Linked DNA regions of Sus scrofa: region 1 is linked to region 2. The links are chromatin contacts, called in public Hi-C maps. All regions are on one chromosome and are shown on one strand. The core of a region is the stretch at or near the end of the contact, and the rest is flanking DNA. Distances in the headings are between cores, read along the strand shown.

The links. A called contact is a pair of places that touch in the nucleus more often than the background predicts.
Region 1: a contact with region 2 is called in a Hi-C map of epiblast stem cells, with 4 times the contacts expected there. The contact joins the promoter of CCDC113 here to the promoter of CSNK2A2 in region 2. A contact is called at or near these places in 3 of 47 Hi-C or Micro-C datasets (embryonic fibroblasts, epiblast stem cells and liver).

Annotation. Positions count from the first base shown.
Region 1 is chr6:20,049,297-20,055,569 of Sscrofa11.1, forward strand. CCDC113 (coiled-coil domain containing 113) reads left to right here and starts at 3,385. Exons shown (of 9, transcript NM_001244688.1): 1 at 3,385-3,575. The coding sequence starts at 3,475.
Region 2 is chr6:20,014,838-20,021,159 of Sscrofa11.1, forward strand. It overlaps CSNK2A2 (casein kinase II subunit alpha'), which reads right to left and starts at 1,887. Exons shown (of 12, transcript XM_021093948.1): 1 at 1,784-1,887; 2 at 886-997. The coding sequence starts at 1,887.

The DNA of each region.
Region 1 (6,273 bases), core at 2,135-4,634, 36 kb after region 2:
AGAGTCTGGGACTACTCAGCAGGTGCCAGCTCAATGGCCTCCCTGCTGATCCTCGAGAGTTACTGTTCCCTCGCAGGTGGGAGTGGAGGGAAGATGGTGGGAATGGAGTGTAGAACTAGACTAAGAACATCTCCTGTCACATCCCTTCTGCACTTCCTCTTTGCCTTGGTGAATCTTCCTAGCCACCCACGAGATGGGTACTGATCCCACTTATTCACCTTTTTCTGAAGGAAGAAACTTTAGGACAGAGATGATGAGAGATATGCCCAGAGTCACTCATACACCAAGAGAATGACTGTGTCCAGATTCCAGTGGGAGTCTGTTTGATCCCAGAACCTGCGCTCTTAAACCCCTCGTAGTCCTCCCTTGATATTTTTCACTGATTCAGCAAACATCTCTGGGCACTTACTGTATGTCAGATGTTGTTTTAGGTACTCGGGATAAAGCTCTGTAAAACATGAAACTCCCTCATGAAGCTTATATTTCAGTTGGCAGGGGGTGGAGCTGGGGAGAAAAGAAGTGAATAATTAAAACACATGGCATTTTATTTATGGTAAGTGTTGTGGGAAAAAAATAAAGCATAGCAAATACCAAGGATGGGGAGGATAGTTGGAGTTCCCATGGTGGCTCAGTGGTTAACGAATGCGACTAGGAACCATGAGGTTGCGGGTTCGATCCCTGGCCTTGCTCAGTGGGTTAAGGATCCAGCGTTGCCATGAGCTGTGGTGTAGGTTGCAGATGTGGCTCGGATCCCACGTTGCTGTGTCTCTGGCATAGGCTGGCGGCTACAGCTCCGACTAGACCCCTAGCCTGGGAACCTCCATAGGCCGTGGGAAGTGGCCCTAGAAAAGGCAAAAAGACAAAAAAAAAAAAAAAAAAAAAAAAAAAAAAGAAGTTCTGGAGGTCTGTTTCATAACAATGTGCCTATACGTAACACTACTGAACACAATGGTAAAATTTTATGTTATGTTAAATTGTGTGTATTTTTTTACCGCAATTTAAAAAATTGTAAAGCAGTGAAACGGTGTGAACAGCAAAGTGTAATATTTTTGGTTGGCAAGTGCACATTTTAGTTCATACATGTAATGTATTACTAAATCTGAATAATATCTTTAAGATTAAAATTTATTTTTTGTGTTCATTCTGGTTCTCTAAGCCAAGACAATTAGACATGAAGAGATTTATTTACTGGGGAAATGCCTGTGATGGACAAAGGAAAAGAAGCAGGAGTAGACAGAGAGAGACTTCAAACCATGATGCACATCTCATGCTTGGAAAAAAAAGGGAGGGAGGATTGGGGAGGAAATTTCTCAGGCTATAGCCCCATTCTAACATTCAGCCAGGCTGATGTGGAGAGTCCTTGCGTCAAAGTTGCCTATTAGCTGAATCCCCTGAGGTGACTTCTCATTTGAGATCCCTTCTCCTTCCACACAAAATAGATGAGCAAGGGCACCACTCACAGCTCTGCCCATTGAGAAGGTTTTCTCTCTCCAGTGTCTTTCAAGGTGTCCCATGTATCTGGTTGCAGTGCAGCCACTGTCCATTTTTGGCGTGTACCCAAATTGCAAGCCAGCCTACTCCCTAAACCAAACTCAAGTTTTACCTTCCTTTTTCAACTGGTCATGACTGTCTCCTTCCTTAATATGGTCACAAGTGTGAAACGGGGGGAGGTACTTCAGCAAATGTGGTTTATGACATGTTGGTCTGGGCTACCTGCTCATGCCACTTACTTATGTTCTCTGGGCCTGCTGGGACTCCATCCTGGATAAACCATTCCCATTTTACAATGGATTGAGACTAGGCATGCCCAACTTTATGATGTGGTAGTTCGAATAGGACTCAGCTCATGATGGGCAGGACTGGATGCATGGTCAAGTATTGCCTCTACCAAGGTCTAGTAACAGACTAGGTGCAATTTCTCAGAAGGTGTGAAAATCCCTGCCATCGATTGCATGGCCTTGTTCCAAAATCCCAGGTCCTGCATTATGATTCTCTCAGTAGATCTGGCTTTAAGCTTCATGCTGCATCTTTTCCCACCACTGATCCTTCCAGTACCCTAGGGTCTGCTGTATCACATTGCCCAAGTGATGGGGGCTGTTTGCACCAGAGCCAGACCTGCTTCAGAGCTCTTTCTTGCTTTGGGCCCTCTTGAGGCTGGTTCCCATTTGCATTACGTGTTATGTGAGTATATTAACCATTGGTCCCAGAGCCCATCCCAAGAGCCCTAGCAGCAGAGAGAAGAGAAGGGTAGTAGGGCTCAGCCTCCCTGCTTTCATCTCTAGTAACTCTGGCTCTAAACTTGTTCATCCTAAGCCTCAAAACCAAAGTCCTTTGGAGTTCTGTGACTATGTGTTGATGCTCACAGGCGTCTCTTGGGAGGCAGGGAGGGTCAGGGAGTGGCTGACCCTCATTCTAAGCAGTTTAACACGGCCTGCTTTCTAACCACATCCAGGCCTACCCTCCCTCAAAGAAGTCTGCCCACCCTCCCTCAAAGAAGTCTGCCCATCCTTCTCTCTGTCCTCCTCCGTCCTGGTGGGAGCAGACAGACAGATACCTTGCTGCCTTGCAGATCCTTGCCATGATGTACATCAGTTTAGAAGTCAACAGCCTGGATTTAGGTTTAGCTGGAGGGTAACTCCATTCCTGGGTGGCTGTGGGCCACTCATCTAACTCTATTCCTCAATTTCCTGATCTGTAAGAGGAAGATAATAATACCAATTTCATAAGATTGTTTTGAGGATTAAATGAATTGATCATTATGAAAAGATATTACCATAATCACTCCAGATTGCAACAGCTGGTTTGGGGGCTATTTCTTCATTTAACTAGAAGCTCCTTGAAAGCCAGAATGGTCTGCTTCCACACCTTCTTCCAGGATTCTCAAAACATAGTACATAATGTCAATTTACAAATGTCTCTTGAATTTATACCCATTAAATAATCAGCTAAGTTTTTTTCCTTCCAGGAATACAGATTATTGGCATTCCAGAGAAACTGCAGTTAGTATGTATGAAGCCCGGGGTGGTAAGCAGAGTAGAGGCCTCACAGAGAGGTAAGATAAAGAAGACACCCCCACAAATCGAACTTTCTGATTCTGTTTCCTTATTTGGAGAATACATAAAGAAAAGAATAGATACTATAACAAGTGTTGCAAGGATTTTCATAAACTCTGCTTAACACGATGCCAAGAGCACAGTAAGCGCTGAGCGAACCGTAGCTCATTTTAAAAATCATGACAGTAAAAGTAAACCGTGAAGGTGCCTAGGTGTCCACCCAAGGTCAGCTATCACGTTCCCGGAAGCGAGGAGTTGGGCTGGGATCGATGGGCGAGGCCTCAGGAAGCCCCGCCTCCTCACGCATGCGTCCGGGTCGCCCTGGCAACCTACTGCTTGGTCGCAGCCCGAGTGACGCGTGGGTTCTCGCACCCGGCGCCCTTGGTCACCCTTGGCTTTGGCAAGGGTAGCTTCTGCAGTGATGACGGATGAGGACTCTGAGACCTCTGCCTCCGAGGCGCAGGCCCAGGACGAGAACGAGCTACCTATTATCCAGCTCTGCGGGCTGGTGGAAGAGCTCAGGTACCAGCCAGCCGGCCTCTGGGGGCGGTCCCTCCTCAGAGTGTGAGGTCGAAACTCGGTCCAGCACCGAGATAATCGAAGTCCGAAGTGAACTCTGAGGAAACTGAGACCCCCACCCCCAGCCCAAAAAGTGGGGAAGGCGTTTACCTTTGCTCTTTATTCCTATATCTCCACCGCCACGGAGCTAAGAAGCCACTGATGGAGCCAAAACAGAAACTGGTGCGAAGCCCAGAACCTAATTGGTGAAGCCAGAGCTTCAGCCTGGTGCCACACCGTGCTTAGCCGCTTCTCTACTGTGCGGTGGCAGGTTGGACCGCGTGACCTCTAAACCCCTTTCCAGTGCTAAGATTCTATGATTAAATTAATGTGGCAGACGATAGAAAAGAAGCTATTGAGATGTTTTTAGTATGAGGCAACTTACACCTGAACCAGAGTATAAGCGTGGAGGTCGACAGCAAAGACGGAGTAGCCTAATGTTCTGTAATTTTAGCAGTGTGTTTTGTATCTACTATAACAAATATATTGGATATCAAGATTCCATGATGCAGTTGAGGTTAATTGTACAACTTTTTGGAAGAATATCCTGACCTGGCAGCAGAATAGATGTTATTTCTATATGTTAATAAATAGCTTAGGTCAGAACTGAGGTATTATTACTAAAATAGCTACAATCTTTTGAGTGCTTATTATGTGCCAAGTATTTTGCATATATAGTCTTGTATAATGGCACAGGAACCCTAAGAAGTGGGTGAGGAAACAGACACAGAAGTTGTCACTTTCCTAAGGTCACACAGCTAGTCAGTGCTAGTGCTAGGATTAAGACTCAGGTGGGAACACTACATGCTGAAAAAGAAAATTGCTTTGATATTTCCATTGAACGTTTCCCACTAAGCTTAAAATTCAGCCAAATAGGAATTAGCTCAATGATGTATGAAAATATCAAAGCTGTTCTCTCCCTTATATATACATTTACAAACATATGTATGTATTATACACACTCATATGTATGAATGTTATATAAATTAAAAGGGTCATAATCTTGGCACATACAGAATAAACTAGGTTTGTCTCTCTAGTTGTTTAAAAACCATCTATACAAAGCTTTCCCACCATTTATAATAAACTTCTAGTGGATCCACTGGGTTCTGGAAATAAAAGAGCTGAGGAATTTAAACCAAAGGAAACATCTGAAGATTGTGGTTATATGTACCTTCAAAAACAGAGTAATTCAGAAGGAATTTCACACATGGATTAGAAGATACTTGAAACATAGCAGTTTTCAGTATATAGGCATGACTTTGATTTACTGCACTTTGCTTTATTGTGCTTGGAAGACACTGCATTTTTTACACCATGAGGTTTTGTGCATCCCTGAATTGAACAAGCCTGTTGGTGCCAGTTTTTCTAACAGCATTTATTCACTTTGTGTCTCTGTCACATTTTAGTAATTCTCATCATATTTCAAACTTTTTCATTATTATTATATTATGTGATTTGTCATCAGTCTTTTTTTAATGTTACTATTGCAAAAAGATTATTACTCACTGAAGGCTCAGATGATGTTCAGCATTTTTAGCATTTTAAATTAAGATATGCACTTTTTTGTAGTTCCTTTGTGGCACAGCAGGGTAAGGATCCAGTGTTTTCACTGCAGTGGCTCGGGTCTGTACTGTGGCTCGGGTTCCATCCCTCGCTGGGGAACTTCCACATGCCCTGGGCATGGCCAAAAAAAAAAAAAAAAAAAAAGATATGTACATTTTTTAGACATAATGCTATTGCATACTTAGTAGACTACAGTGCAATATAAACATAACTTTATATGCATTGGAAAACTAAAAAAAATTATGTGACTCACTTTATTGTGATATTTTCTTTGTTGAGGTGGTCTGATACTGAACCTGAAGTATCCCCAAGGTATGCCTATAATCCCAGTGCTCTGAATTTTGTGGCTCATTAGATATATTTTTCTTTTCTTTCTTCCTTTCTTTCTACGGCTGCACTGTGACATATGGAAGTTCCTGGGCCAGGGATTGAATCCAAGCTGCAGCTGTGACCTACACCACAGCTGCCTCAGCACCATGTCCTTTAACCCACTGCTCTGGGCAGAGGATTGAACCCGTGTATTTGCAGTGACCCTAGCTGCTGTAGTCAGATTCTTAACCCATTGTACCACGGTGGAAACCCCTCGATATATATTTAAAATATATCAAATACTTAAATAGCATGTACTGTGTGCCAGGCACTGTCCCAAAGCCTTTTTTTTGGGGGGGGGCACACCCTTGACATATGGAAGTTTCCATGTTAGGGGTTGATTTGGAGCTATAGCTGCTGGCCTATGCCACAGCCACAGCATCTTGGGATCCTAGCCACATCTGTGACATACACCACTGCTCATGGCAACGCCAGATCCCTAACCCACTGAACTAGGCAAGGGATAGAACCCGAGTCCTCATGGATACTAGTCAGGTTTGTTACTGCTGCACCACAGTGGGAACTCCCCCAAAGTCTTTGTATTCCTTGTTGCAACCCTAAAAGATAGGTACTGGTATTATTCCCATTTTAAAGATCTGGAAAGTGAGGCACTAAGAGGCTAAGTATCTTGCAGAGGGTCCTACAAAGCTGAAGTGTTAAATACTAGCTATTTGGGGGTTCAAGTCCTATATTGGTGGAACTTACCCAGGCACCCTCTGTCTTGCAG
Region 2 (6,322 bases), core at 637-3,136:
AAATGGCCACATTGGAACTCTTGTATATGTGAAAGTGCTTATATGCTCCTACTAATCAACTCTTTGGTCTTCTCGTGATTTCACTAAATGACATGCACGCACATTAAATGATCAGGCAATGATCATTGAAAAGAGTCTAAGAATTATTTTTTATATGCCTTTGACACATTATCAAAGCTACACAACCAGTTACTCAGAAGAGAATTTAGCCAACTCTTCATGTTCATCAAGATCAAGCCTTCCTTCAAGAGATGACAAAAGGTATCTTTAACAAATTCAGGGTTCTATAAACTAGACAGGTTGTTTTGCTTTAATTCAAAACAACCCAACTTCACGTTTACTAGCTGATAAGCAACAATGAATCTTCCTGGCACTACTGGCTCACTATATCCATCTTACCTGAAACTTTTAACACCAAGAAGGAAAAAACAAGTCATTTTTCCACAGGAGTGGTTCCCTCCACTCAGGTTTCAAATGCATCCTTGAAGCTACTTTTTTACAACTTTCTGGAATAACATATACAGTACTTGAGGAGCCTTTGCGTTGATAGGATCTTCATGAAAAGGCTCTTTTTGCTTCTGAATGCCTATTTATTTTCTAATAAATGGAGCCCCTTTGGAAGTTTCACTTTGGAAGCCTTTAATTACATTTCAGAACAAGCATGTTCCTGAACCATCACACTTAGAGTTGAAACAGGTCTGCCTATTTCTGCAGATTTTCTTGAAAGTTCACAGGAAAATGAGGTGGGAGGAGTAGGAGAGGGACATCAGACAGAACAGATGCAAAATGAGAGCTCAAACTGCTCATTGGAGAATGTGGCTGAAATAGTTCATATCCTTCTGACCTGTGAAAAAGAAACTTTAACGCCGCTCATAAGACACTCACCTTGAGAATTTTTACAACCACTCTCTCGTTGTTGGTGATGTTAATGGCCTCAAATACTTCACTATACTTTCCCCGACCAAGTTTTCGAACCAGCTGGTAATCATCTTGATTACTGTGAAAGCCAAGAGCGACAAATATAAATGGCAGGACTTAGGATTAACCAAGCCTATGCCCACTACACACCCCATCCAGGCGCTTCCATTAATCAAGCACTTGGAAGTGTCTACACATCATGCCACAACTCATTCCCTAAATGAAAGCCACAACATAAACTTGGCTCCTCGCACTAGACGCAGTTCCTAACCTAATTGGTCCCTCATAACTTAGGGGAGATAAGGTGGAAGGCACGGGTCTGACTCAATCTAGAGGTGAGCAAAGCATCCATCCCGGAGGCCCAGAGGTGCCCCTCCGCCCAGCACCTGCCTTCTATTGCACACCCAGAAGGTAGACACCGCCTGCCTTGCGAATCTGGACATCCTTAAAAAATTTCCTCCCACCCATCCTCATTTCAAAAAAATAGAAAAGCAAAGAATTTTAATAGCTCAAGAGGACAGCTGCTGACTTCCCACCCCAATAGAAACCCCAAAGCGTAAAAGGAAAGGCTGCTCCCTTACTCCCACCGGGCTCTGGTCCCTGGACCCCTACACTTGTAAGGAAGTATACCCTGGGGTAAGGGGTACGCACAACGGGGAGGGAGAAGCGGAAGGGAGGAGAGGAAGACGAGGGCACTGGTGGGGGGAGTGGACCTCCCACCCCAGACCGGAGAAGCGCAGGCCCAGCAAAGGGGCAGGCGAGGAGATAGACAGCGGGGGACAAGTGCGGTTTGCGCGGGGGGTGGGGGGACGGCCGGGCGGGGGTGGGAGTGAGAGGGCCCGGCGGGGGGCGGCGGCGGCTTTACCCCCAGCTCGGGACGTGAGACTCATAGTCCCAGTACTCGCGGCTCCTCAGGCTGTTCACCTCGGCGTAGACCCGGGCCCTGCTGCCCGCGGCCGGGCCCGGCATGGCGGGCGGGACCGGGGGGCGTCGCGGGGCGCCGAGGGCGGCGGCGGCGGCGCGACGGGGGGCGCGGGGCGGCGGGCGGAGGAGGCGGCGGGCCGCGGGCCGCCGGAGGAGGAGGAGGAGCGCAGCGGCGGGCGGCCGCGCCAGGCCGGGCCCGCGGGGGCGGGCGGGCTGGGGGCGCGGGGGGCGCCGGCCAAGCCGGCCGGGCCCTGGAGCTGCCGGCGGGACGGCGGGGCGGATGGCGCTCGCGCTCCGCGGCGGCCTCCGCTCGGCTCGCGGCCCCGAGGCGGCGGCGGCGGCGTCGGCGGCACCAGCAGCGGCAGCCGCCGGCCGGGAAAGGGGCAGCGGCAGCGGCGGCGAAGAAGGAGGAGGAGGAAACCCGGAAAAGGGGCCGCGCTCACTAGGAGCGGCCGACGCCCGGCCCGGGGCCGCCCAGCCTCACAGCGCCCCCTGCAGCGCGGGGGGACCCGCCCGCCGGCCTGGTCCCGCCCCTGACCCCGCCCCTCCAGGATCCCCTTCCAAATCTACCCATCCTTGGTCTGGCAGAAAGCGCTCATCACAGGGCCTCCCCGCCCACAGGCTGCTGTCCTAGAGCCTTGCCCCCTCGCCTACTCTTCCAGGACTCTCCTAGAGACCCCCTACCCCAAAGCTCTCTACCCTTTCGTCATCCAGAGTTTCACCACCAGACCTCTCATACCGACCCTGCTGTGACACTTTTGTCACCCAAACTGTTCCCATCAAGTCCCTCCCTCATGAAACTTGCTCTTTTCACTCAGAACCTCTCCAACTCCTGATTTCCCCACCCCTCCCAGAGACAGCCCATCTTCCCTGATAGACTCTCCCCTGCCACCCACAGACTCTTGAACCTCCAGACTTCCCCTTCTCTCTTCATCCACAAAACCCTTATCTTACATTTTCCCCAAAATATCCTTCCAGAACCTTCCCTAAGAACTCTCTTTATGTTCATATCCTCACTTGGTTAAGTTGGAGTCAGCCAAGTTACTCACTGTAAAGTTCCTATTTTTCCCTTTGTAATTAATAAGCAAAATGTGTGGAGACACTTTGAGACCATAGAAATACCTTGGTTTGGTTTGGGAGGACAGAGAGCAGGAGAATTGTGAGAGTCCTGCCTTGAAGGGACAGGCTAGGAGTTGGGTATGGACTGAGGGTGGGGTGGCCAACCAAACTTTGGCCTATTTTATTAGGTTGCCTTCTAGCCCTGAACACTCTTCTCTCCTTGATGTTCTGGGCCTTTCTTTGGTCTTGCTTTTCCATCCCACATTTTTTAATCACTCAGCCTGGGTTGCTTTGAATCCAATCCTTTTTCATATTCTGTTTTCTAGGTGAGGCCCTGCTTCCTCCTTCTTGATACAATTAAGAGAACAAACTCTGAAGCTAGATCCTTCCGTGTTTGAATGCCAGCTCTGCTACTTACAAGCTGTGTTACCTTGGGCCAATAACTTAACCTCTCTATGCTGTGGATTTTACAAAATAAAAGCAGTAATGGCACCTACCTCACACGACTATGGAGCAGATTAGACAAAATAAACCATGAAAAACACTTAGAACAGTGTCTAGCAGATACTGAGTGCTCAATATGATTATTATCTGACCAGGGCCTTTCCCTACACATTGCTCTCCTTGAGATGCCCGTCTTTCAGTTTTTTCTACCCTCCAAGTTTGGCCGACATCACCTCTACCCCCTCCAGTTCCATTTTTCTCTGCCTGACTCCTTTTTCCTCTCCAAGTCTCACTTTTAAGTTCATTTTATTTATTTATTTATTTTTTTTTTGCCATTTATTGGGCCGCTCGCATGGCATATGGAGGTTCCCAGGCTAGGGGTCTAATTGGAGCTGTATCTGCTGGCCTACGTCAGAGCCACAGCAACGCAGGATCCGAGCCACATCTGCAACCTACACCACAGCTCACGGCAACGCCGGGTCCCTAACCCCCCGAGCAAGGGCAGGGACCGAACCTAAAACCTCATGGTTCCTAGTTGGAGTCGTTAACCACTGCGCCACGACGGGAACTCCCATTTTATTATTTTTTAATGATTTTTTTTCCATTATACGTGGTTTACAGTGTTCTGTCAATTTTCTACTGTACAGCAACCCAGGCACACATAAATTATCAAGCTCCATCATAAGTGACTAGATATAGTTCCCAGTGCTTTAAGTTCATTTTAAATATTAGAGTTGATAGTGCTCAACACCCATCCACATTCTTCAGAAAATTGCATATCTTGTAATTATTTGTTTCTTAGGTTATTGTCTATTTCCTCCACTGTAAAAACAGCATAAGAGCAAAAACTGAGTCTAGGTAGGTGCTCACCACTGGCTCACCCTGCACTTGCCACAGCTCAAGGCTTTCAATGAATACAGTGTTACCCTACAGAGCACGTGTTAATTACAAAGGGGAACCTGGAGGTCATCACTCTAATCCTGAATCACACTTGACATCATCCAGTAAAGGACCAAGGGACCCTCTGATGTGCTGCACCAAGAAAGGACACAACATCTGCCGCCAAACCTTAACTTGAATCTAATCAGACAAATCAAAACTGGGGAGCTTTCTGCAAAACAGCTAGCCTGGACTCTAAAAAAAAAAAAGAAAGAAACCCAAAAAACCTCTGGAGTAGTGCTCTTGATTAAAGGAGACTGAGAGATGTAACTATTTTAAATAAAGTGTATAATTCTGGATTCAATCCCCGATGAGAGAGGGAGGAAGGAAAGGAAGGAGAGAGGGAGGAAGGGAAGGAGAAAGAATGCAGATAAAAGGACACCGTATTGGGGCTACTTGGGAAACTTGAATACATAAAAGTATCAAAGTATCGATGTTCAGTTTTATGAGTGAGAGGATTATATTGTGTTTAGGCAAGAAACTTTCTTGATCTTGGAAATTACATGCCAAATGTTTGGGGATGAAGTATCATAATATCTGCAACTTTCAAACGGTTCTGCAGAGAGACATAAGTTCCTGAGAGCACAAGCACGAACGGGGAGAGGGGAGAGATTCAGGAGAAATGTTGACACTTGGGGAATGTGATTAAAGACTATGTGAGCTTGCAATTTTTTGGTACTTTGAAATTTCTCAAAATAAAAATTGGAAGAAAAAACCATTTATAGAATAAGTGGGCCTTGGAATTTAATTCCCAAACCTGCAAAACTCCCCAAATCTCTGTCACACACACAAAAAAACAAATGTTCTCAAATTCTTAATGCAGCCTTTGGATTTCTTTGTGACAAGTCCCTGTGAACTAGTCTAGACCGGAGGTTTTTAATCCTGAGCCCCTGGATGAGCTTTTTAGGTTGATGGAACTCCTGACACTGTGTGCAAGATTTATGGGTTGGGGTGTGTGTGTGTGTGTGTGTGCGTGTGTGCGTGTGTGCGTGCGTGTGTGCGTGTGCAGGAAATCTTAGCATTCATCAGATTCCCAAATGAGGCCATGACCCAAAAATGGTTCCAAACTACTGGTCTAACTACTAGGTCCAACCCCAGCTGGGGCCCCATTCCTCACCTCCACCCTCGCCCACCTCTGACCCCACCCACCCTCCCTGCACCTTCCTCTCATTCCTCACTAGCAAACCCACACCCATCTCATGTAACCTGCTCCCACGCCTGCTGGGATGCCTGAGGATTCACCCACACATCGCTCTGGTGCAACATGCTCTTGGGTTTGCCTGACACTTTGCTAACTCGGCCATGAAATCTGCAGTCAGTCCTCCCACGGCCAAATGGAGTATGCCTTTGTGGTTTCTTAGTAGGTAGATCGGACACCCCGTAGACTTGGTGGAGACCCACCTCCTCTCCTTCCTGCCAGTTTGCCATGCAATGTGCTTGGTGTGAATTAAGATGGGCTACCAGAGATGGTGCCAATGCAACTCTCACTGGATGGATATGGAGAGGGGCAGTCCAGTGGCTCTTCAGGGGTGGGAGACATGCCAGGGCCATTCAGTGAACCAGAATGACTTCCCCTAGTTGCTCTGTGTGTGTGGGTTTGGGGTGAGCATAATTCAGGGTTACACAAGGGAGAAGGAAAGAGGGCGTCCTGAGTCAACTCACCCAACAATTTCATACCAACTCCTCCTATGCCCCACAATTCTATCCAAATACTAAAAAATAACTCTCCGAACTCTCCCCGCCCCATAAAAAACCCTTGCAAGAACAACTTCTATCTTCACAAGGCCTATTTCCACAATATTTGAGGCTGTTACATGCTGTTATACTATATTACTGGTTCTAAGAACCTAGTCCAAGAAAAGAATGAAAATTATGATCAAAGAATTATCCAGAGTAGTAACAGTGTGTGTGTTCAATATCATTGAATCCTGCAAAAACCCTCAGGCTAAAAGCCACTGAATTCAACCCCGTATGGAGTGGATTGTGTGGTATGTGAATTATATCTCAAGAAAGCTGTTTAAAAAGCCAGTGATGGGGG